Linked DNA regions of Mus musculus: all the other regions are linked to region 4. A link is a contact called in public HiChIP or PLAC-seq and promoter capture Hi-C data. All regions are on one chromosome and are shown on one strand. The core of a region is the stretch at or near the end of the contact, and the rest is flanking DNA. Distances in the headings are between cores, read along the strand shown.

The links. Promoter capture Hi-C pulls out the DNA fragments that hold promoters and counts their contacts. HiChIP or PLAC-seq counts read pairs in DNA pulled down with a chosen protein or histone mark. Capture Hi-C pulls out chosen DNA fragments and counts their contacts.
Region 1: a contact with region 4 is called in a promoter capture Hi-C map of pre-B cells, with 3 times the contacts expected there. The contact joins the promoter of Tmem201 here to the promoter of Dffa in region 4. A contact is called at or near these places in 6 of 39 promoter capture datasets (the 3T3-L1 cell line, the C10 cell line, HPC-7-derived erythroid cells and 3 more).
Region 2: a promoter capture Hi-C map of pre-B cells shows a contact between it and region 4, with 4 times the contacts expected there. The contact joins the promoter of Gpr157 here to the promoter of Dffa in region 4. A contact is called at or near these places in 2 of 39 promoter capture datasets (cranial neural crest and pre-B cells) and 1 of 9 other capture datasets (liver).
Region 3: an H3K4me3 HiChIP or PLAC-seq map of bone marrow-derived macrophages shows a contact between it and region 4, with 6 times the contacts expected there. The contact joins the promoter of Slc25a33 here to the promoter of Dffa in region 4. A contact is called at or near these places in 3 of 39 promoter capture datasets (cranial neural crest, embryonic stem cells and liver), 1 of 115 datasets of contacts at active chromatin or transcription factors (bone marrow-derived macrophages) and 1 of 9 other capture datasets (liver).
Region 5: a contact with region 4 is called in an H3K4me3 HiChIP or PLAC-seq map of forebrain, with 4 times the contacts expected there. The contact joins the promoter of Srm here to the promoter of Dffa in region 4. A contact is called at or near these places in 5 of 39 promoter capture datasets (cranial neural crest, frontonasal cranial neural crest, hippocampal neurons and 2 more), 8 of 115 datasets of contacts at active chromatin or transcription factors (craniofacial prominence, embryonic basal ganglia, embryonic forebrain and 5 more) and 1 of 9 other capture datasets (adipose tissue).
Region 6: a promoter capture Hi-C map of pre-B cells shows a contact between it and region 4, with 3 times the contacts expected there. The contact joins the promoter of Ubiad1 here to the promoter of Dffa in region 4. A contact is called at or near these places in 7 of 39 promoter capture datasets (the C10 cell line, cranial neural crest, erythroid cells and 4 more), 1 of 484 Hi-C or Micro-C datasets (pre-B cells) and 1 of 115 datasets of contacts at active chromatin or transcription factors (differentiating embryonic stem cells).
Region 7: a promoter capture Hi-C map of pancreatic islet shows a contact between it and region 4. The contact joins the promoter of Draxin here to the promoter of Dffa in region 4.

Annotation. Positions count from the first base shown.
Region 1 is chr4:149,736,354-149,739,610 of GRCm38.p6, reverse strand. It overlaps Tmem201 (transmembrane protein 201), which reads left to right and starts at 1,543. Exons shown (of 11, transcript NM_001284270.1): 1 at 1,543-1,776. The coding sequence starts at 1,664.
Region 2 is chr4:150,085,564-150,088,864 of GRCm38.p6, reverse strand. Gpr157 (G protein-coupled receptor 157) reads right to left here and starts at 1,362. Exons shown (of 4, transcript NM_177366.3): 1 at 729-1,362. The coding sequence starts at 1,111.
Region 3 is chr4:149,772,005-149,775,564 of GRCm38.p6, reverse strand. Slc25a33 (solute carrier family 25, member 33) reads left to right here and starts at 1,298. Exons shown (of 7, transcript NM_027460.2): 1 at 1,298-1,565. The coding sequence starts at 1,510.
Region 4 is chr4:149,102,801-149,106,207 of GRCm38.p6, reverse strand. Dffa (DNA fragmentation factor, alpha subunit) reads right to left here and starts at 2,066. Exons shown (of 6, transcript NM_001025296.2): 1 at 1,822-2,066; 2 at 1-56. The coding sequence starts at 1,957.
Region 5 is chr4:148,589,940-148,593,186 of GRCm38.p6, reverse strand. Srm (spermidine synthase) reads right to left here and starts at 1,674. Exons shown (of 7, transcript NM_009272.4): 1 at 1,401-1,674; 2 at 1,023-1,143; 3 at 613-705. The coding sequence starts at 1,567.
Region 6 is chr4:148,442,668-148,446,216 of GRCm38.p6, reverse strand. Ubiad1 (UbiA prenyltransferase domain containing 1) reads left to right here and starts at 1,457. Exons shown (of 2, transcript NM_027873.3): 1 at 1,457-2,289. The coding sequence starts at 1,767. It also overlaps the pseudogene Gm23303.
Region 7 is chr4:148,128,376-148,131,965 of GRCm38.p6, reverse strand. It overlaps Draxin (dorsal inhibitory axon guidance protein), which reads left to right and starts at 1,268. Exons shown (of 7, transcript NM_027426.3): 1 at 1,268-1,393. It also overlaps a transcript of Mad2l2 not described here.

The sequences.
Region 1 (3,257 bases), core at 294-2,793, 630 kb before region 4:
CTAGGCACACTCAGAGCTAATAGAAAGCAAAAGGAGGATGGGAAAGGTCTTGTCTCTGATGTACAAGCGACACCTTCCAGGCTTTTACATTGATTCCCTGCACACAACCTGCTCCTTCCTTCCTGACTGGTGACATGTGGACAGGTGAGCTGCCAACAAAAGCGAGAGATTATTACAGTGACCCTCAAGCCATCATTGCCCACAGAGAACTTGATCTTAAAGACACTCATAGGGGCTGATGAGATGGCTCAGCAGGTAAGAACACCCGACTGCTCTTCCTGAAGGTCCTGAGTTCAAATCCCAGCAACCACATGGTGGCTCACAACTATCCGTAATGAGATTTGATGCCCTCTTCTGGAGTGTCTGAAGACAGCTACAGTGTACTTACATATAATAAATAAATAAATCTTTAAAAAAAAAGAGACACTCATAAAATTGTGTGTGTGTGTGTTGGTGGGGTATTCTACAGAAACATAGTATGTAATTAGAGATAAACTTTTTTTAGATTTTTGTTTTTGTTTTGTTTTTGTTTTGTTTTTCAAAACACGGTTTTTCTGTGTATCAGAGTCCTGTCTGTCCTGGAACTTGCTCTGTAGACCAGGGTGGCCTTGAACTTACAGAGATCTGCCTTCCTCTGCCTCCCAAGTACTGAGATTAAAGGTGTGCACCACCATGCCCCATAATTTTTTGACCTTTTTTTTTTTAAAGAAATCAAAGGCTTGTGCCACAACATCTGCCCAACCTGGTATAAATATTTCTTGCTAGAGATGTTTTGTTTTATTTTGTTTTGTTTTAGGACAGGACCTACCTACTAGCCCATGGATTGCCTGATGACCTGGAACTCACTGTGTAGTCCAAGCTGACCTCAAATTTACAAAAATCCGCCTACCTCCACAGGGATTAAAGGCGTGCATCACCAAGCCTCAGTGAGTTTTTCTTGATCCCTAATTTAGCTCACGTAAATGCTGAAGCACGCCTGTAAGTGGCTCTTCCCTCCATCTCACTCCCCGAGGTAATCTATTTGAAGTGCACAGACTTCATCAAACTTGGCAACTATGAAAATCATCTACATTCGACTAAAGAAAAAAAAAAGGATAATCCCTTCAGGACCAATCCCCCCCCACACACACACACACCTTAGCCATTCACTCTAATGGCTGCATTATGTTCCGAAACATGCTATCCTGTGATTATTTAACCTCGTTTCCGTCTTTGGACGTTTGTGTTTGTGCAAGCTAATTTTCAACCACTGTGGCGTCTGAAGCGGCACAGACCGACTTTAGCCCAACGCCAGGAAAGCAGGACTAAGTGGAGAAAGCATTGGCAAGGATTAGCGTTAAGGTAGCAGCACTAGGACCTGCAAATGCATGCGTGCGCAGGCTGCAGGCGCAGGCGGGACTCCTTCCAGCTCTAGAGAGTGGCTTTGCAACTGTGGACGCTGGGGGGCGCGTCCGAGCCAGTGCCGAGGGCTTCCGTAGGCGCCCCGCCCACTCAGGCTCGCCCCGCGCCGCGATTGGCTGCGCGGCGGGAGCGCGCCGAGTCAAGGGGCGGGCTCGCGCCGGCTACAAAGCGGCGAAGGTCACGGCGCGAGCTGGAGCGCGCGGGCCGCTGGGAGTCTCTTTTGCGGCCCGCGCCCCTTGCCCACCGACTCGGCCCGGAAGCCATGGAGGGAGTGAGCGCGCTGCTGGCTAGCTGCCCCACCGCCGGCCTGGCGGGCGGCCTCGGGGTCACGGCGTGCGCTGCCGCCGGCGTGGTGCTCTACCGGATTGCGCGGAGGTGAGTGCGCGCCCCGCTGCACGCGGCCCGGGCCGCCGCCCCGCCCCCGCGAGGCCACGGCGGAGTCCTAGGGGCGGACCAGGCCTGCTCGCGAATGCGGGACGCATTCTCCGCCACCGCCTTTGCCCTCACCCCCTAAAAGCCTCGTCGGGGAGCAGCCGCCGACCGTGGCTGGGGGAGGGGGCTGCTGCTTGCTCCTCCCTTCGAGGCCCGTGCTCCTGGCTGGACTGCCCTGCTGGGCCTCTGCCGCCCATCGGTTAGGAGGATGAGAGCTGGCGCTTGATGGTCTGTATGCGATAGCAATAACATTCCTCGCGTAAGCTTTCCCCCGGAGAAGCCTTGGAGCTGAGTACTTAGAAGGCACGTGTGAGCAGTAGCAGCCTGAGGCAGGAGCCTGCGCTCCACACATTTAAGGAACTTGTCCACTCAGAGGTGTACGCTGTACTCCTTGGACACATGTCACGGATGGGCTTTGGGATCAATACCCTGGCCTGTCATGGCTCAGAGACCACGCAGACCCCAGTACTCCAAGCTTGCCGTGGTCAAACCCCAGAATGGAGTCGTTTCTCCAGCAGCGTGAAGGAATAGCTCACCTGATCACATTTCCCGAGGATAGGAACATACACGCATTCGTGGGAGCCTCTTTGGGACAGCCGGGGATGTGCAGTGCTCGGGACTTGACCCTAGTCGCTGGATGACAAGGAGCTATGGTTTGAACTGGCAATCAGGGTGATAGGTCGCCCTCCTTAACCCTGCATTTCTTCTGCAGGAGAGGGCAGGCAAAAGTTGTTAGAGGTAGGTGAGTCAGCGGCACCTAAGGAGGGGATGGATGTCAGCTGTGTTTGAAAGAGGGGGCCACATCCCGGGGGGCTGAGAGAGTGCCTGACTCTAGATCTCAACCCAAGCTTCCTGTCTTGTTCCCACCCAGTTTTTGGGAGTCAGAGGGACCGCTTAAGATCAGCCAACCCAAAGCAGTCCCTCGTTACCTGGGCCTAGGGGAGCCTGGGCAGTCTGTTCATGTGCCAAGCAGAGCTTGTCCCAAAAGCCAGGCATCTCCTGGCTGCCTCTGCCAGCTCAGGGCATTTGGCCAAAAGAGCAGAGTGGGACTTGTTGTGGCCAGGACTGGCTGCCTGTCACCCTTCCTGTCCTGCCAACGAATGCCTTGCCTCTGCTAGAGACAGGAATCTGAGTTCTTGGTGAGGTGTGTGTGGGACATGTATTTCTTTTTGTTGTTGTTTTTTTTGTTTGTTTGTTTGCTTGCTTGTTTTTTTCGAGACAGGGTTTCTCTGTGTAGCCCTGGCTGTCCTGGAACTCCCTCTGTAGACCAGGCTGGCCTCGAACTCAGAAATCCACCTCCTCTGCCTCCCAAGTGCTGGGATTAAAGGCGTGCACCACCACGCCCGGTGGGACGTGTTATTTCTTTCAGGAGCAGCCAAAAACCCCTTCATGCTTTTTTCATACTGACACCAGACTGTGAAGGT
Region 2 (3,301 bases), core at 113-2,612, 980 kb before region 4:
CATTTGTAACTCCAGTTCCAGGGGATCCGATACCCTCGTCTGACCTACGAGGGCGCCAAGTACACATACACGTGACACATACACATACATACATGCAGTCAGTTCACACACATAAAATAAAATGAATAAATCTTTTTTAAAAGCGTCTAAGAAAGTGCAGGTAATGGGGGCCTGAAGTTTATAAATGTCGTGAAAAGCTTAAAGAAGCATACCTCTGTGCATTTTACAGTTGGCACACTATCGTCTGAGAGTGGCTGGACGCACCACAACCACTGTGGTATAGAATTGGAAGCTGTGGGCTTTTAGGCCAGGGCAGCCACCTAACTCATCTTCTAGCCTGCAGACTGGAACTTCTCTCCATGGGCAGCAGAGACTGCCAGATCGCGGTGAAGTAGGAGGCAAAGGGCACAGACTGTCTCCAATTCCTTTCTAAATGGCAGACCTCTTCCTATGGGCAAGTTCTGCACCCACCCACACCTTGCTGGGAGATTCTGGCTGGGGCAGATACAGAGACCACCCTCTTCAGAGACGCTCAGACAGGTTTGGCTCCAACTTTTTGGGCAAGTTGGGCACCCTTCCATGGTTCGGGGATGCATGTGACTGCCAGTAGGACACACCACCTTGACACCTAGATAGGGAAAGCACGAATGCCACAGCACAGCACGCAAGGCCCGGGACCCATAAGCCTGGGTCTGGGGCCTGGAGGCAAAGCCGGGTCTCCTACTCACCTGATGAGGTGAAAAGCCCAGATTAGGTGGTCCGTGGAGGGCCCGCGCGTAGTTCGGACGATGCTGAGGTATAGGTAGAGGGCGATGGCCACCGTCCAGAAGAAGGAGCTGGTGTTGGCGAAAGTAGAGAGAGCGCCCTGAAGGACGCAATCCCACGAAGTGCCCGCAAAGTCCTGCAGCACTCCGTAGAAGTACGAGGCAGCCGAGAGCAGGTCCGCTAGCGACAGGAAGAGTAGCAGGCGCCGCGCCCGGCTACGCAGGTCAGGCCACAGGGCGTGCGTGGCCACCAGGAGGCCCGAGCCCAGAGCTGACAGCGCACACGACAGCAGCACCACCGCGCGCTCCCACGGCAGCAGCTCGGTGGGAGGCGCGGGTGAGGGCATGGTGGGTTGGGGACCAAGGGCAGACAGCCAGGGTGCACAGGCCTAAGGGTGCCGAGAGGTCGTGGCCAAGCCGAGCCCGCGGTCGCCTCTGTCTGGGCATTTGGCGCCCGGGCTCGCGTCCCCACGGGTCCCGCCTGCGTCCCAGCCCCGCCCAGTCTAACAACTACACAACAGCGGTCTCACCGCGGCGCCCTCCACTCCCTGTCCCTGAGCTCTACAATCCTACCCTGAGTCCTCCAGGTCCCTCCCTTGAGCACTCCACGCCCGCCCCTGAGCACTCTAATCTCGTCCCGAGTCCCCGCCCCTGCTGTCTCCAAGCTGGTAGCCCCTTCATGAGCTCTCCACACCCCGACTCTGTAACCCTGCGCGCTCTCCTCGCGTCCCGCCCCTGCACCCCGCCCCTGCGCAGTAACACATCCGAATCTGAAGCTCCAGCGCTCCGCCCCTGAGCTCTCCATGTCCCGCCCTGTAGCCCCAGAGCCCCGCCCAGCCTCCTTCAAGCTCCTCCCATGCCCCCCACTTGCGCATTGCTCCGCCCTGATGCTCTTTCAGCCTCAAGCTCAATCGCTTCTCCGCGTTTCCCCACGCCTCTGCGCCTCTACGCTTCCCTCTTACCTAGTACCTCCCAGTCCTGTCCCAATCGTTGCCTTCTGCCTCTCAGAGCCACTCTAGGAGGTTAGCAAATGGCCAGGACATCCTGTTCTGGGGGTTGGGGGGAGGCGGGGAGGGGAGAATGGCATTTTTAAGGCTAATGTTACTTTCCCCTGATCAGCCTGCTTACGTGTGTGTTGGGGAGGGGAGGGGTGGTTGCTGGAAACATTCTTTCCGATGGTGGCAAAAACAGGTCCAGAGCATGGCCTACATTCCTGAAGCTTGGGTACTCGAAATCTTCACAAGATCTGTGGTGGTGATTTGGGGAAGTTTCTAACTTTTGTTACAATGAAAGTATTGTGTTTTTGTGGGGCTGGGTGTACAACTCAGGACCTTACACATCCCAATGAAGTGCTCACCTACTGAAATATATATATACTTTTAGTTCCTTGTTTATTCTATATACCTTATTAGTGCTATTTTAAAAATACATTTTATCATTTTACGTGCGTGGATATTTTGTCTGCACGGATGTACCTGTACCATGTGTATGCAGTGCCCACAGAGGCTAGAAAAGTGCGTCAGACTCCCCACCCCCTGCACCATGTGGGGGCTGGATTCGAATCTGATCCTCTGGAAGAGCAGCAAGTGCTCTTAACCGCTGAGCCATCTCTCCAGCGCCAGGTGCGATGTTAAGGAATGAAACATTAGTGCCTATGAGATGGCCTTGAGTAATTGCCAGGGCAGAATAACACTGACAGTCTGAATTTGATTCTCAGGACGCACTTGGTGGGGTAAATTGTCATCTGACCTCCACATCTGACCTCCACACCTGTGGCTGGCGTACCCCCATACCCATAAATTTAAAAAAATGTAATTTTAAATATGTTACATGAAAAGAAAAAAGTAAGGAAGCATAGTTCCCAGTTTACAGAGGTTTTTTTTTTTTTTCTTGTTTGAACATTTTGTATTTCTTAGGGATGGAGATACTTGTGCAAGATCCAGCTTGCATATTCGATGGCCCACAACCACTTATGACTCCAGCTGCAGTGCATCCCATGGCCTGCTCTCTAAGGGCAAGGTACTCGCAAGCACATAAGTTAGTATGGGGGCACACACACACATAATTAATAATAATAATAATAATAATAATAATAAGGCCGGGAAGTAGTGGCGCACGCCTTTAATCCCAGCACTTGAGAGGCAGAGGCAGGTGGATTTCTGAGTTCAAGGCCAGCCTGGTCTACAAAGTGAGTTCCAGGACAGCCAGGGCTATACAGAGAAACCCTGTCTGGAAAAACCAAAAACAAACAAACAAACAAACAAATAAATAAATAATAATAATAAATTTTTAAAATGTATGTTTTATTGTCATCAACAATGGCCCTTTTAGCCCTACAAGTCACTGAGTTTTAGTACATTTATTAGTTTGTGCAACCACAGTAATGATTTAATCTATAGCATTTGCTCTCCCTCAAGTACTTGGGCTGGAAAGATGGGCCAGCAATGAAGAGCAGAGGGCTTAAGTTCAGGACCCACGAGGGCTAACAGTTGGTCACCTCTAGTTCCAGGGCATCGGACGCCCTCTGCTGTGCTCTC
Region 3 (3,560 bases), core at 49-2,548, 670 kb before region 4:
TTTGAATAAAACAGAGTGAGTACACGAGCCCACATGGAGTCACCGAAGCCATGTGATCAGGGTGCTGCCAGGGCAACCAGGCAAAGCCCAGCCAAGAGCCAGACCTGGAGGTAAGAAGATGCCAGGCTCACTGTGGCAGTGGTCCAGGATATTTAAGGGGAGGAGCGATCTGGGTCGCTCAAGTCCGAGCATCAGCGCACACAGTACAAAATTCACACTGCAAAATACATACCAAATATAATGCTATTTATAGAAAGATCAAGAACACACAAAACACTAAGGGTAGGCTAGAGGAGGGCAGGCTGTTTAGGTGACGTGTTTTTTTTTTTTTTTTCCTATTTAAGCTCAGAGCTGTGAGATGTAATATGTAATCACCATACATGTTTATACATGGAAATATTACAGAATGAAATTCTTAAAAAGATCGGGAGCTCAGGGTAAATGTACTTGCAGCCAAATCCGACAACTTGAGTCCAATTCCTGGGACCCGTGAGGCATGGTGGCTCATGCCTTCAATCACAGCACTCAGGAGGCAGAAGCAGGTAGATCTGTGAGTTTGAGGCCAGTTTGGTCTACACAGTAAGTTCCAGAACACCTAGAACTACACAGAGAAACCCTGTCTCAAAAAACAAGTCAATTCCTGGGACCTGCATGATGAATAGGCAAAACTGACTCCTGCAAGCTGTGCTCTGGTCTTCACCATTAGACAGTGGCATGTGTGAACCCATGACATCCCTTAAAAACACACAATAAAAACCACAAAAAACAGCTGGGTAATCTCAGCACTGGAGAGGCAGAGGCAAAAGGATCAATGTGACTTCGAGGTTATCTTGGTCTACATAGAAAGTTCCAAGGTGCTGGGTAGTGGTGGCGCACGCCTTTAGGCCCAGCACTTGGGAGGCAGAGGCAGGCGGATAAAATGTGAATTTGAGGCCAAGCTTGGTCTACATGGCAAGTTCCAGGCAGTCCAGGACTGCAATGTAAGACTGTCTTAAAAAAAAACAAATCACACACACATAAACATAATTTTAAAAAGAAGAAAAAGAAGAAGAGGTTTGGAGCATAGGGCATGGTTACACACTCAGTTTCCAGCCTCTGAGAAGGACCAAGCAGCTTTGACCAGTTTGCTGGTCATCCTCTTATTATCCTGAGCAGCCCTTCGGGGCCTGATCCCGCCCCGCGTTGCACGACCGCCACGCCCACATCCACCTGCCGTCCAATAGGCGTACGGGATCCGGGCCCACACCTCCGCCGCGCCGCGCCCCGCGACGTCACGGCCCGGCCTCCGCCACGTGACGGCCGCGCGCTAGGCTCTCTGCCTAGCGGCTGGAAAGCGCCGCAGAGGCCGCTGACTGGCCGGGCGCGACGCCGCGGAGGGAGCCGGGCGCCTGGGCCTCCCGCGCGCATGGGCGCGTCGGCGGCTGCCTGAGGAAGGCAGCGAAGCCAGCGGAGCTCAAGACCTCGCGCGTCCCACGAGCGGCTGCGGCGGGCCGCGGAGCCGGCGCGGCCATGGCGACGGGCACTCAGCAGAAAGAGAACACGCTGCTTCATCTCTTCGCCGGCGGGTGAGTCTGGGGCCCGAGCTGCTCTCGCCTCAGCCCCGGCCTTCTCCCCCTGCGTGCCGTGGCCTTGGGAATCCGCGTTTCCCGTCCGTCGCGGACTGGGGTGAAGCCAGGACGGGCAGCCCAGGAGGGTCGTGGCTTCGGCGTCCCCACCGCGGGGTCAGCCGGCACGGCGGCTTTCCACCCGGCGCGTCCGCGGTCCCATCCCCCACCCACCGGCCGCCTCTCGCCGTATTCTCCTTTTGAACAATTCCTGGCTGGTGTGACTGTCACCAGGGGCGATCGCGCCGAGCCCCTGTGGCTCCGGCCTCCTGGCGTTTTCCTGATCACGCTGCGGTCACTCACCGCTGCAGAGGTGCGGATGCTGGAGGTCCCGGGGCAGCTAGCCCAGGAGGTACTGCGCTGGGTCAGAGCTGCGGGCAGGTGTCGCAGGGCAGCCCGTGGCCTGCCCTGCGGAGTATGGGGGGTTGGGGGGGAACGGATGCTGGTCTGCACCACGTGGGACGGTAAATGGGGACCTCGGAAGGTTGGTCAGTGCTAATCGATCCTAAAGCACCTTTCAGTGATTTTCAGTGGAGGAACACATCATGATAGGAGGATACAACTAGGAGCTGAATTAACCCCCTAAAAAAACGAAAGTTTGGGGTTTTCTTTTTTAAATAGTATTTTTCTTTTCCTTTTGTCATAGCTGCTAGTGGCTTGGGACCCTTTTGGTGCTGGTTTTTCAAACTATCTATGGAGCTGTGTCCCCAGCCCTGGGGTCATGAAGAGCTCTTTGAGATTTAGCCCAGCTATTTAAGTTTTACATAACATGCAGCGTTTTTCCTGTGTTATCATCTTCACTTGAGAACTATAACTGGACCTAAACAGTTCCATATACTAGAAAGTAATGGTTAATGAAAGGGTTATCCAGAAAATAACGGTGATGAAAGGGTTTCTGGTGCCTTGGTCCTTTTACCTGGCAGGCTGGCAGTACCTTTCACCCGTCAGATAGCTTTAATGGTTGTGCCTAGGCAGGAGGAATTTCTTGTTCATCCATTTCTGTCAGGCCTTCATTCCTCCTATCCATGTCTTCATTGGTATTAACCTTTGAGAGTAAGCCTTAGAAGGCACCCTCACTTTATATAAATGTGTCATCCCAGGGAACTTAAAGTCTGTTAGGCATATTTTTAAAGCCAAGAGAAATAAGTTTATACTCAATGGGTTGTTTTGTTTGTTTGTTATACTTTTTCTTTTCTTTTCTTTTTTAACTGAGTGGTCTCTTATGTTGTATGTCTGCCTGCTCTTAACTGGGGGAGTTTCAGAGTGGCCTGTGTTGAGGCTCACTACTATAGTTGATGACCCTGTCTGGATGGATTTCCCTGCACACCCTTCACAGTGCCCTCTGGCTGCCAATTCCAGCCTCTTACGTGCTGATAGAGAATACTGCAATGGGCAGTGAGGCTTGCGGGACTCATTAAGAGGCAGGGAGTTTATTAGTGCTGTGCCTGAAGCAGTGGTGTTTAACAAGTTCTGGTTCCTTCATTAGCCATTTAAGATCTCTGTGCTTGCAGATGAGAAAAGAAATGAACCCTCAAAAAGCTGCTTTCAGAGCTCTAATTGGATTTTAGCCTAAAACACCTTTTAAGGTAGAGCATGAAAGGAGTCAGTATAAAGAGGGCACAGACTATAGTTAAAAGTTGTCAGCCCAGGGGTCTGGTAAGCCCTTTCCTCTGTTGTTAGCTGGCATCTCTCCAGAGAGCTAAGTTCAATGCCTTTGAGAAGTCTGAGATCTTGCTTTTAAAATCTGTTGGTTTCCCTTGTTTGTTGAATAATCATTGAAGGCTATGTTCCCAAACAGATTTAACGATATCCCTGATTATAATAATATAAACAAGTTTTGTTTTTTGGAGACAAGGTCTAGAACTCACAGAGATCTTCTGTCTCTGCTTCTACCTCCCAAGTACCACGATTAAAGATATGTGCCACCAGGTCCTGGTAATACACTTCTACTAGCTA
Region 4 (3,407 bases), core at 817-3,316:
AGCCAGGACCAGGGTGATCGGCGTCAGGGACTTATCAATGGCCAGGAGTTCACAGGCTGAGAAGAAGAAAATAGTTGCCAGGTGACAAACATCCATAAGGAAATGGTATCTGTCTTAGAACTCTCTGGTATGCCCCACGTATGTGACATTCATCACACGCCTGGTCCCATTCTTACTGCGTTTCCGGTAAAAAACTGATGCTACAAAGGAGTTACTATTATTATTCCCAATTTATAGACAATGAACCCAAGCTCTGAGAGATTAAGGAATTTACTCAAAATCCTACTGTAAGTAGCATAGTTAAGACTAAACTTTTTTTTTTTTTTTTAGATTTCTTTATGTATATCAGTACACTGACTTAGCTGTCTTCAGACACACCAGAAGAGGGCATCAGATCTCATTACAGATGGTTGTGAGTCACCATGTGGTTGCTGGGAATTGAACTCAGGACCTCTGGAAGAGCAGTGAGTGCTCTTAACCACTGAGCCATCTCTCCAGCCCTAAACTTTTTGTTTGTTTAGATTTTATATTCATGAGTGGTTTCTTTTTTCTGAAGGTATGTGTGTAGATTACATACATGTGTTGTGCCCACCCACATGCATGGAGCCCAGAAGCGGGTGTTGGATGCCCTGGAACTGGAGTACTAGAAGGTTGTGAGCCACCATGTGGGTACTAAGAACTGAGCCCAGATCCTCTGCAAGAGCAGAAAGCACTCTCAGCAGCTGAGCCATCTTTCCAGCATCCTCACATAGGAGGCATTTGAGTCTACATAAATAAGCATCCAACCAGAGGCTGGTCTGATTACAGTGGACGCGTAATGCTGTCCCTTGCTCATTTATTCGGTGGTAATCTTGAATTCTACACATCAAATGTCAGAAAACAAAAAGTAGGTGGTTTATTCTCTCTGTGGCTATCTTCTTTTGCAGTTCTTCTAGACTGAAGGAAACTACAGTATTGGCAGAAGCTTTACTCAGTGTCATTTCATTTATATTATTGCCAGGCAAGAGGCTTTCCATAAGGCTGTCATCACCCAAAATAGAACTGCCAGTCAGTCTGCTATAGGCTCTGCTGCAGAGAACAGAAGTCTCTGGGGCCAAGGACACCCAGCCAATGCAACTGAAGTGGCACTAAGCTGAACTAACCTTGTGCTGGGGTGAAATGCAAGCCTTGGTGTGACAGAACCCCTGTCACCAGATCAAACCCTGCTCCTGGGTCTCAGTAGCTAGCTCTCCGGAAGCGATGCACACCCTGGCACAGGTGAATCCGTGCCCGGAGCTAGCTGACATGAAAGACCTGCAGAACTTCTTTGAGTATCTCATTTGTTGCTACGGGCTAATAACGCTTGTAAGTAACCATTGAACAGACCATCTCACTTGAGAGTCCCAAGAATCCTTTGAAGCAAAGTTGAAAATACACCCACTACACGGCTGAGGAAACTAAGGGTCCAGAGATGGTTAAATGCAAAGTATAGTCAGGATCAGAACATGGCTCACGTTCCTTACTTGGACTCTAAGGGCAGGCACTGACAGCTCCCTTTTAATGGAATAGGTACTGAGTGCGGACTCCCATTCCCATCCCGTCGGGGAGCCCCAGTACCGCCTCTGTGAGCCAGAGTGGACAGAATACGCTGGACTCGGTTTGGTCCAAAATCAGGTCAATGAACCTGGACCTGCACAGTTTCCCGTCCCCTTCACGGCTCCTCTCAGTGTAGGTAAGTAAAAACGCCAGGAATCTGTCAATCACTGGACCCACGTGGGTCCCTGCAGTCCCTAGGCTCTGGGGTCACCTTCCCGACCCCGCCCGGTCCCCTCAGCAGCCAACCTTTGCTCCTCAGCTCCTCGAGACTGGAGGCTGCCACGCCGTGCTGATCGCGGCTGTGGTTGCGGCGTAGCAGACACGGTTTGAGAGGCCGGACATCGTCCGGGTCTGGGGCGCTGGCTCCCCGCGACAGCTCCATCCTCAAAGTGGGGACCTGGCGACTCTGGGAAATCCCAGGTAGCCCAGAGCCCCTTCCCTAAGCTTTGACAACCTTCCTCCCGCTGCCTGACGGGAGATGTAGTTCTCTCAGCAAGTTACGCGAGACCAAGGCACGCCGGGAGATGTAGTTCTAGTGGCGGCTAATCACGGGCGTTCCAGGGCACGACGGGAATTGTAGTTTCTGGGTTCAAAGCCAGGGGCGGGGGGGATTCAGTTTAGGGAAGTGGTCCAGATTGGAGATTTCTTTTTTTTCTGTTGTTTTCTTTCCCCTACCCTGTTACCTTCCCCTCCTTTTCTTCTCTAAAAGACTGTATGATGGAAAACCCGGGGTCTCATGTATGGTAAGCATAGTTCTACACTACATTGCCAGCCATATATTCATGTTTTTTTTTTTTCCTTTTTAAAGATTTATTTATACATAAGTACACTGTAGCTGTCCTCAGACACACCAGAAGAAGGCATCAGATCTCATTACGGATGGTTGTGAGCCATCATGTGATTGCTGGGATTTGAACTCAGGACCTTTGGAAGAGCAGTCAGTGCTCTTAACTGCTGGGCCATCTCTCCAGATGCATATTCATGTTTTAAGAGTTGCCATTGAACTGGGTGTTGTGGCTCAGGCCTTTAATCCTCAGGAGGCAGAAGGATCTTTATGAGTTCCAGGGCAGCCTGGTCTACATAGTGAGTTTCTACACAGCCAGAGCTACATAAAAGAGAAAATTGTGTGTGTGTGTGTTTGTGTGTTTTTCAGGACTGGTTTTGTGACTTTTGAAGTTTAAAGGATATGATTTACAAGCAAGTTGAAATATTAAGTAAACATTTTACATTAAGTTAAATAGCTGACAAGATAGCTTAGTGGGTAAAGGTGCTTGCTGCCAGTCCTTACACCCTGAGTTTGATCCCAGAGCCCAGCATGGTAGGAAAACAGATTTCCAAAAGTTGTTCTCTGATCACACAACCTGACATTTGTATGCATGCATGTATGCTCATGTGAACACATACCCCCCCCACACACACAAATGGTTGCTATGAAATTATTATTAAGTTTTTAAAAGGAGCTGGTTTACTTATGTTTCTTAAAATTTTATTTTTGTAACCCAGCATGCTGGTGAATACCTTTAATCCTAGCTCTTGGGAGGCAGAGGCAGTTGTATCTCATTGAGTTCAAGGCCAAGGAGAACAAGCCAAAGTTACACAAAGAAATTCCGTCTCTGGCTGGTGAGATGGCTCAGTGGGTAAGAGCACCAGACTGTTCTTCCGAAGGTCCAGAGTTCAAATCCCAGCAACCACATGGTGGCTCACAACCATCCGTAGCGAGATCTGACTCCCTCTTCTGGAGTGTCTGAAGACAGCTACAGTGTACTTACATATAATAATAAATAAATAAATCTTAAAAAAAAAAGAAATTCTGTCTCAAAAACCAAAATTAA
Region 5 (3,247 bases), core at 425-2,924, 510 kb after region 4:
GATCTACACCACCTCAGCTCTTCATGGTTTTCAGGCCTCAACTCCCTGCAGACCAAGTCCCATCTGAGCTTCTGCATTTTTGAGAGATGGTCTCAGATAACTCACGCTGGCCTCAAACTCTTGATCGTCCTGCTTCTACCCAAGTGCTGGGGCTGTAAGCATGCGTGGCTGCACACTTCCTATCAGCCTGTGTTCTCCATATCTTTTATCCCTGTCTGGCCTCATCATGTCATGCTGTGTTATGGTGTCTTCTCCAACCCAAACACCAGCTCTACACTCAGGGGCTCACCTGTCCATGGCCGTATCAACCCAGCACCTTGGGTAACACTCAGCATACAGTAAGTGCTCACTAAAACCATGCTGGGTCTCAAGGGGAGATGCCATAAGTTGTTGAGCTCTCTGGCTCTGCCTGGGCTCTGAAAGCACTAAGAGTTAACATCCATGGTGTGGTGTGTGCCAGGCCTTAACAATCTGGTTTTCCTACTGAACCCTCTTTTCAGACTGAGGAAACAGGGCAGGGATGGTAAGAACATTGCGCCTCGGGGTGCAGAGTCAGGATGGGACAGAGCTGACTCTGGTGACTCAAATCCAGGCCTCCTGGACTGCACCCACCTCATCAATCTCGCACTGGACCACCGACTCCACAGAGGGGTGCTTCACCACTTCCCGTAGGACGCCCCCATCTCCACCCCCGATGATCAGCACCTGGGCCAGGGAAGGACAAGTCAGGACTGAGCAGGCCCACTCCCACAGAACCTGATCTTCCCAGCTACAGGACTCTGAGTCATTCTCTACTCTCCAGAACGCTTCTGTGCCACGGGGTCCTTCCTGGCAGCCTGGGTTCCCCTCTCGGGGCTTCTAAGGAGACCAGCTCTCCCAGGAGCTCTATTCATCCTGACCGACCCGCATTTTCTGACAGTCATCTGGGTAGCATCTGCCCCCAAACATCCTCACCTAGTGTCAGCCCGACATGCTTTTCTAGGACCCCGAGCTCAGGGCTGAACCCAGGGGCAATGCGGTACCTTCCGCGGGTTGGGGTGGCTGCAGAGCGGCAGGTTGGCGATCATCTCCTGGTAGGAGAACTCATCCCTCTCAGTACACTGGATGACGCCATCCAGAACCAGCACGTTGCCGTAGGTTTTACTGCGGGCAGAGACAGTCGGGGACGTGGGTCCTGGGACACTGGGAGGTTAGGTCCCTGTCCTCCCTGGGCGTGCACGTGGCCGCCATGGGGTCCAGGGGTGGGCATTCGGGGTGACACGTGGCAGGCGAGCCACGTGTGGGGGCTGGGTGGGTCCCGGGGTCCCCTCGGCTGACGTGTCCCGATAGTGACACGTGGACGCAGGGCCGGGCCCAGCGCAGAACTTCTGACAGCTGCACCGGCGCGCGGCGGGCCATACCTGCGGAAGACGAGGATGTCTTGGTACCGCGATCGCCGGTGGTGAAGCAGCTGCTCCACTTGCAGCGACAGGGCCTGGCCGGGCCACAGGCTGCAGGTCTCTCGGAACCAGCCCTCACGGATGGCGGCGGGGCCGGGCGCGGCTGGGCCGTCGGGGCCAGGCTCCATGGCGGGCGGGCGGGCCGACGGAGCGCGTAGCGGGTTCGGGACTGCAGGGCGCGCGGACCCCCCCCAGCACAACGTGACCAGCTCTGCCCGCTGCCCGCGCCGCAACCTAACCCGCTCGGGGGCGGGGCCTACGGAGGGGCGGGACCCCGGCTCTCCAATGGCGGCGTGGGCCGGCCCGCAGCTTCACCAGGAGTTCATTGGCTCCCCGGGCTGCAACTAGCAGTGATTGGTTGGGCCGTGCTGTCTGTCAGCCGCAGCAGGGTAGTGCGGCCGGCTGCCGGGCCACGTGGGGAGAGGCCCTGGCGGCGGGAGGGTTCCGGGGCGGGCCGCGCCGGCGCAGCGGTTCGAGGGCTGGGGCCCATCCTTGGACCCCCGTAGGGTTTGAGCAGATCGTGTCTAGTCTGGGCGCACATGGGACTTTTATTTACTTGCGAGGATTGTCGCGCCATTTGGCTACTTTGCTCCGGATTGTCAGCCAGGAGCGGGTGGCTGCAGAATAAGAATGGAGCTCTTTCTAAATTTACCAGCTGAGGCCCCGCACATGCATATTCAAAACCAAAAAAGACTGGCGCGGCTTTTTTTTTCTTTTTACAAACTGGGTCTTGCTCCTTGAAGGGTGGGAGGGAACGTGGCTGTTTTTATGAAAATGTCAAGGAACTTATCAGAATCACATTAAGCATGCTAATTACCGAATATTAAATGCTAATTGCTCCATACACAGTTTGAATGCCAAAGAAGGAAGACGAACCACGAATAAGCTATTCCTGACACGGTGTCAGGGACGGTTTCTGACTGATACTCAGCAGCCTCCACCTGGAGTGGGAGCATGTCCCCTTGTCATAACGCACAGCTGAAGGGCATGAGCTGTTGCTTGGAGCCCTGTCCCTGCCTTGGCTGACTTCAAGCTCGCAAACGGAGGGAGGGAGGGAGGTCTACAAAGTTGCTACCAGGGCATCCAGGGTCACAATGGCTCAGATGGAGATTCGTGTCCAGTTTTACGAACTTGACGGGGACAGCATGTGTTGTGTACATAAAAAGATAAAGAGGGGGGCTGGAGAGATGGCTCAGCAGTTAAGAGCACTGAGTGCTCTTCCAAAGGTCCTGAGTTCAAATCCCAGCAACCACATGGTGGCTTACAACCATCCGTAATGAGATCTGATGCCCTCTTCTGGTGTGTCTGAAGACAGCTGCAGTGTACTTACATTTAATAATAAATAAATCTAAAAAAAAAATTTTTTTTTTTTAAAAAGAAGCCGGGAGTGGTGGCGCACGCCTTTAATCCCAGCACTCGGGAGGCAGAGGCAGGCGGATTTCTGAGTTCGAGGCCAGCCTGGTCTACAAAGTGAGTGCCAGGACAGCCAGGGCTACACAGAGAAACCCTGTCTCGAAAAACCAAAAAAAAAAAAAAAAAAAAAAAAAAAAGATAAAGAGGTATAAGAATATGTTTTATGGGGGTGTGGTGAGGGATGGGGGAAGAGGGTGCTTCAGCGGGCCCATGCCAAGGCATCCCTTCCCCCTGAGGGACCAGCTACAAGGTATAGTATAGAACAGTTTAGGGCATGGGGAGGGGAGTTAAGAGGGTAGTAGAAGCAGAGAGAGGGAGAGAGTAGAGAAATAGAGGCCAACGTGGAAAAAGGGGAGGGGGCAGAGGGAATGCAGAGATGCAGAGAGAGGAAAGAA
Region 6 (3,549 bases), core at 208-2,707, 660 kb after region 4:
TCTGGAGTGTTAGACTAAAAGGCATGTGCCACCTTGCCTGGCCTAACATCTGTGTGGGTTTTTTGTGGTTTTTAATTTTTCCTGATCATTTATTTTTTAAAATTCACTTTACATCCCCATCGCAGCATCCCCTCCCTCCAACATTTCAACTCTCGTTGAGTACCAGCTGTTCTTTCACAGGACTCAGGGGCAGTTCCCACGTTAGGATGTTCACAAAAGCCTGCAGGGTGTAGGGTTGGGATGTAGCTCAGATAGTAGATTATCTGCCTAGCATGTGGAATCCCCAGCACCCCATAAAACCAAGTGTGGGTGAATGCTTGTAATTCCAGCACTCAGGGAGTTGGAGGAGATTCAAGGTTGGATCAAAATTTCAAGGTCATTATGGGCTACATTGCCAATTTCTAGCCAGCCTGAGCTATATAGGCCCCTGCCATTTTATTATTGGATTTTTTATGAATAGGTGTTTTGCCTGTATATATGTATATCTAGTGTGATCTTCTTGCATGTATGCATGCCTGGTGCCTTTAAAGGCCAGAATAGGGGGTCAGATCCCCTGGAACTGGAGATACAAGCAGTTGTGAGCTCTTGGGGGTGCTAGGAATCAAACCCTGTTCTTTGGAAGGGCAGCTAATGCTCTTAACCGCTGAGCCATCAGTCCTGGCCCTGTCTCCAGAAACAAAGCAAAAAACCATGTAGGTCTTTACATCTTAGTACACAGAAAGCTTCCTACTTCTTTTTCTTCCAGCTATACATACATGTTCCATCACATAGTACCGCATTTTCTTTTCCAAGCTCTTGGCTTATGAACACTTCTCTTTTCTTCTTTCGGTCTCTCCTCTCTTCCCTTCCATTTCCTTTCCTTTCTCCTTCCCTTCCCTCTTCTCCATCTCCTTTTTGCAGGGTGGTGGTGGCACACACCTTTAATCTTACTCAGCTCCTGGGAGGCAGAGGCAGGTAAATCTGAGTTCGTGGCCAGCCTGGTCTACAGCGTGAGTTCCAGGACAGCCAGGGCTACATACACTGAGAAACTTTGTCTTGAAAACCGAAAACCAAACAAAAAGATAATCTCACGAAGCTTGAGTTGGCTTCAAACTCACTATATAATAAGGGATGTCCTTGAATTCTCTTCCTGTCGTCGTCTCCCAAGTTCTAGGGCCATAAGGATGCACCACCAGCCCAGCAATGCGCACAATACTTTCAACGTAGGATGTATTGGGGTAACCACAAATGAGTCTTATTTCTTATTTCAGTAAGTGAACCTGCCCAGTATAACGCAAAGCGACACGCCCTGAAATCCCAGGAGGGCTAAACAGCTGCTTCTTTCCAGTGACTTGCTTTTAGCTAATTTGTTGAACCTGGGCTCTGGCCTTTGACCACACCCCTCTCCGACCACGCCCCTCGCCGGCCTTCACCGGGCCCTGCCCGCCCCAGGTCCGAGTTTCCGGGCCGGCCTCCTGAGGCCGACGCACAAGATGGCGGCGCCGTCCGCCCGATAGGGGTTGCGGGCTGAGGCGGGTTATTGAGTTGTGGCACGGGGGAAGCGACCCCAGACAGGCTTCGCTCAGGTGACAGGTGGGCGGGCAGCGCCGCTGGCCCCGTGGCGGTGCATGGCCTGGTTGCTGTCTTCAGTTTTCCCCGCCTCCCAAACCCTGACCGGGGGCGGAACCAGAGAAAGGTCAGGCCAGGCTGTCCCGCCTGTCTCCGTCCTGGGGCGGTCCCCTTGAGTGGCTCACTTTTAGAATTGACTTTAGCCACGTGTAGCTTCCATGGCTGCGGTACAGGCCCCGGGGGAGAAGATTAATATCCTGGCAGGAGAGACAGCCAAGGTCGGGGACCCGCAGAAGAACGAATGGCCCGAGCAGGACAGGCTTCCCGAACGATCCTGGAGGCACAAGTGCGCCTCCTACGTGTTGGCCCTGAGGCCCTGGAGCTTCAGTGCCTCACTCACCCCTGTGGCCCTGGGCAGTGCCTTGGCCTACAGGTCTCAGGGTGTCCTGGATCCCAGGCTGTTGTTGGGTTGTGCAGTGGCTGTCCTGGCTGTACACGGGGCCGGCAATTTGGTCAACACATACTATGACTTTTCCAAGGGCATTGACCACAAAAAGAGTGATGACAGAACTTTGGTGGACAGAATTCTGGAGCCCCAGGATGTTGTTCGATTTGGAGTCTTCCTCTACACCTTGGGCTGCGTCTGTGCTGCTTGCCTCTACTACCTGTCCGCTCTGAAATTGGAACACTTGGCTCTCATCTACTTCGGAGGCCTGTCTGGCTCCTTTCTCTACACAGGAGGTAAGAATTGGCCTGTTTCCTGCTCTAAGGTCCCAGTTGCCTAAACTGGAAACTGCTACCTTCCATAGGAATGGTAGACGTGTCAAAGACGCCTTACTAAAGTAGGCCACTTGACTGGAAATCCAAAATGTGTGTATCGTGGATACTTTGAAACCTTAAGTTGTGAAAATACTGGTTTGGCAGTGGATTATGAACACTGCTCCCCCGATGGAGACATGGCTTAGCCTTTAAGATCTCTTACTGTGGGCTGGAGACCCCCCTACAGTTGGCTTAGTGGTTAAGAGCACAGGCTGCTCTTCCACAGGTCCTGAGTTCAATTCCCAGCAACCACATGGTGGCTCACAGCCATCTGTAATGGGATCTGATTCCCTCTTCTGGCATGCAGGCTTACAGTGCAAACAGAGCATTCATGTACATAAAATACAGAAATAAATAAATGTTCATACTTACCTGGCAAGGGAGATGCCATGATCTCAAAGGTGGTTTTCCTGGCCAAGACTTCTCTATTGTACTCCAATATGCTGACCCCTGTGATTTCCCCAAAGGTGGGAAACTCAACTGCACTATATATAAAACTGCTTTTATAGAGGACCCATGTTCTGTTCCCAGCACCCATGTTGGGTGCCTGACAAACATATTTAACTTCAGCTTCATGAGATCCAACACCCCCTTGGAGCCCCAGTTGGCATCAGCACACATGTGCACACACATATCAATAAAATTTTAAGCTGGGCAGTAGTGGCGCACGCCTTTAATCCCAGCACTTGGGAGGCAGAGACAGGCAGATTTCTGAGTTCGAGGCCAGCCTGGTCTACAGAGTGAGTTCCAGGACAGCCAGGGCTATACAGAGAAACCCTGTCTCGAAAAACCAAACCAAACCAAACAAACAAACAAAAAGCATAGAATGGGCTAGCAAAATAGCTCAACAGATAATGGCCGATACCACAGAGCCTGATGACCTGAGCTTAATCTCCAGGATTCATAAGGTAGAAGGAGAGAACCAACTTCCAAAAGTTGTCCTCAAAAGTCTTTTACACACATGCTTGCACTCAAAAAAAACAAAACACAACAAAACAAAAAGTCAATGTGTAATAAGAATGTAAGCCATTATCTTTTGGAACCATTGTGAGTCTGGTTCTTCATTAACTGAAGTGCGATGCAGGTCACAGTGAGTGTAAGAGGTGGTAAGTGCCGTGGCGCGGGACAGAGAAGGGGCCCTGATGACTGCTTTAAGTCGTTTGGCTGGCATTCGGCTCACTG
Region 7 (3,590 bases), core at 19-2,518, 970 kb after region 4:
TCTTCTGCGGGCTGGGAGGTTCAGGACATTTTTCTTACACAGACCTCTGCCATTAAGCCTTTAATCCAGAGTTCCATACAATGACCCACTCGAAGAAATTAATTTGCCTTAGGTTATCCTTTGGCACTGGAGGAGGAATCTTGCCTGATGCGGAACTGCACTACCAAACCTCTAAGCCACAGTTTGTCACACTGGAAATGGAAGCCTCCCCTTCTTCCCACGTGCCAGGTCCGCCCCATTACTCTTTGATCTTTGCAATGTCGGCGGCCCCATTGACCCCGTTGTGAGTTATGGGGGCCGTGGGACCCGTAACCCAACATTCCCGGACTCCCAGGGTCGGCAGGACACCCCGCACGGTGATGGATGAGCCGCCTCAGGGCTGGCTGGCTTTGTCCGGATTGGGCTGGGCTGAGTAGCGCGCGCAAGGCCGGTTAGGGACAGGAGAGTGGCAAGAAGCTGACTCTGTGTGTGTGTGTGTGTGTGTGTGTGTGTGTGTGTGTGTGTGTGTGTGTGTGTGTGTGTGTGTGTGTGTGTGTGTGTGTGTGTGTGTTAGGAGGGAGGTGAAACGAAGGCACAAGTGTGCCATAGGTACCTAGGTGAGGTCCGACCACTCTTTGAGGTTCTCGCGCACACCCCTTTAGTACAGGGACTTCTGAGAACCTCCCCCACTCCGCGCACTTTCTCAGGCTACAAAGGCCTCGCCGCTGTCGGTCCCGCCTTCCCTGCCGCGGGCATTTCTTCCGTCCCATTTGACAGCCTAGGCGGAATAATCCTTTTGGGGACCCCGCCGGCTCCTGCCCCGCCAGACGCAGCCGCAGCTGAACTCACAGCCTGAATCTATTGTTGGGGGGAGGGGGTCCGCCAGGGACGCCCTGCCGCTGCCCTTTGTCCCCCACACCCCCCCACACACACACGGGGCCACTCCAGATGCGCCACCGCTGCCCGGCGCCCCTCCCGTCCCACGCGCCCCGGGGCCTCGCCGAGGTGGGTTTTACGCACCCGGAGGAGCGGGCCCGCCTCGCCCGGTGCCCACACGGCCGCGGGGCTGCGCTCGCCTTTGTCTGCCTCCTTTGTCTGCCCCGCGCCCTGGCGGCGGCGCCAAGGCCTCGGGGGAGCGGGCGGCGATCGGCGAGCGCAGCTGGCTAGGGCGCAGCGCCCGCAGCGCACGGGGCTTGGCCAGGCCAGGGGCTGGCCCTCGGCGGGAGGTCGCGGAGCTCCGCGGCCCCTCCTACGTCCCCTCCCTGCGCGCCGTCCCCGCCCCTCGCTCACTCCCTCCTTCGCAGCCCGAGCAGCCTCCTGCCACCCGTGCACCTCTCCCTCCGCCCTCCGCTGCGCTCCACTCCCGCAGGCGCTCGGCCCTGAGCCCTCGGTCCCCTCCCCGTCCGCCCGACAGGTAAGGCTCGGCTTGGCTCGGCCCGCCCCCGGCCCCGCCCATCGCTCACCTGGTGGACCACCCTGACCACGGTCCGCAACCTGCTGGAAGGGAGGATGCTCTGCTTCCCTCTTTGCCCTCTGACTGGCGTGTCTGTCTGTCTATCCGCCTAACTCTTGTCTTCACTTCGCACCTGGTGTCCCCTTGCCTCCCGGCTCTGTGTCCCGCTGCCTGATCTGCTTCCTGGCACCGAACTGGACACTCACTTTTTCGTGCTTTGTGGCACTCTGCCTCGCGTGCGCCCTTGCTGCTCTTTCGGTGTACCGGGTCCTCCGCACTAGCCTTCTACCTTTGGGACCCAGTGTCTTTTTGTCTCTAACTCTGGGTGGTATCTCAGATCGAGGACTCGTCTATCACCATTGGAAGAAGTCTCCAGAGACTGCCTGAGTGGGGGCAAAGCTGACCAGGGCGCCTCTGTCCCTTTCAACGACGCCCCCCGGAGGCTGGGTGTGTTCGGGACGCTAAACTCACCCAAAACTGGCATAGCCTGGCCTCACATTTTTTTTCCCCATTGGGGCTGGACTAGTGTTTGCTTTACGCCTCGAGGGCACCTAGTTCCATTCTCTGGGATGGCTTGGGCTTTTCCCACCATGAGGCTTTTCAGACACAAGGGCTCAGCTGCCTTCCGGAGCCAGAGCTTGTGTTTAAGGAGTGAGTGTTCCTGGGTTTCCCTAACAAGTTTTGTCTGGGCATCTCAGCTGGGTACTCTCTTGGCCTTCACTCTTTCAGGCAGTGACCCTTGCTACTGCTGCTTGTCCCTTTAGTCCATCACCCCAGTCTGGTAGCAGACAAGATGTTCTCAACTGGTTTGTTGCTGTCACTCTAGGCTTGGGGCTCTGGAAGTAAGCAGTCTTACACAAAGGAGTGTAGGTCTGAGCCTTAGTGTCTCCGTCATAAAACAGGGACAATAGGATCTACCTGTAGGGATGAGAGAACACTCCTAGGTACTTTCGCGGTGCTGGTGGTGACAAGAGAGGGACTCTACAGTCCCTGGTTGAGGTGGGGGGTGGAGGTCCACAGCCTGTCACAAAGTCCAGGCTTAGAGACCTTGCCACCATCCAAAATCCTATTCTCTGTACTTTCCCTGTCTTATCCTCACACTCAACACACATCCCCTGCCTGTGCATACAACCAGCCACAGTGACAGTGACCTCTCCCTCTGCATGAACAAGGTGGTGTGACTGTATAGGTGCTACCAATGCCCCAAGTGCATTGGAGGTGTCTGAAGCACTCATCCCAGCTGTGGACCTCTCTGTCTTGCCCCCAAGCCTCCTCGGTCCATGATGTCAGCTGTGAGCTGAGGTATTTGCCTCCTTCTGGTGGATTGACTTGCCAAGCCCTGAACCTGCTTTTTAATCCCTCATCCTTCCCCCATCCATCCATCATCTGTGGTCCGACAGTGATATGGCACACAGAGCAAGGAGGGCAGCTTCTGGAGATGCAGCCTTCGATCAGTAGGCTGGGTGGGGGCTCCCAGGCTGTTTTTGTTTGAGCTGCAGCCTGTGTTGCAATGAGGCAACAATGAAGATGGGGGCCTTCCCCATTCAGGCCCCTGCTGCTGCTTGTTACACAAACCCAGCTGTTACCATTCTAGTCTCCCCAACATCTCTGTTCTTGCATCCTCTGGTTGCAGCCTTGTGCAGGAAACCAGCTCAGCAGTTTCTGTAATCCTGGGAAGCTTACTCAGACCCTCTTGCCTCACTAAATGAAGATGGTGCCTCCTCTGTCTTCTTGGCTCTGAGTGTGGCCACTAAATTAACCACAGAAACCTCTATTGGCTCAGCCTTCTCCTTAGCCTTTTACTACAAGCCCGTCTACTTCCTAGGTTTCAGTAGCAATGGAAGGCATAAGCGTTTCTGTGCCCTGACTCACTTTGAGCCTTTGCTAGGGTCCATCCCTTCATCTATGTTTTCTCTCTGCTCTGTGTTTGGACTGAGCATACTATCTACTCAGGCTAAGATCAGGTGTCCCCTTCCTGGTTTGCTTGGCCTCTGTGTTTCTCATGACCCCAGGCTTGGTGTGAGAGTCTCCTTTCCCTACACGGGAGCTGGCTCTCCTTTCAGTGTGGTCCTAGAGCCTGGCACCCACTAAGTGTGATACACACACCCATCTGTCCTTAGTCAACAGGATAGAGATTAATGGAGGACTGCAGGCTGTA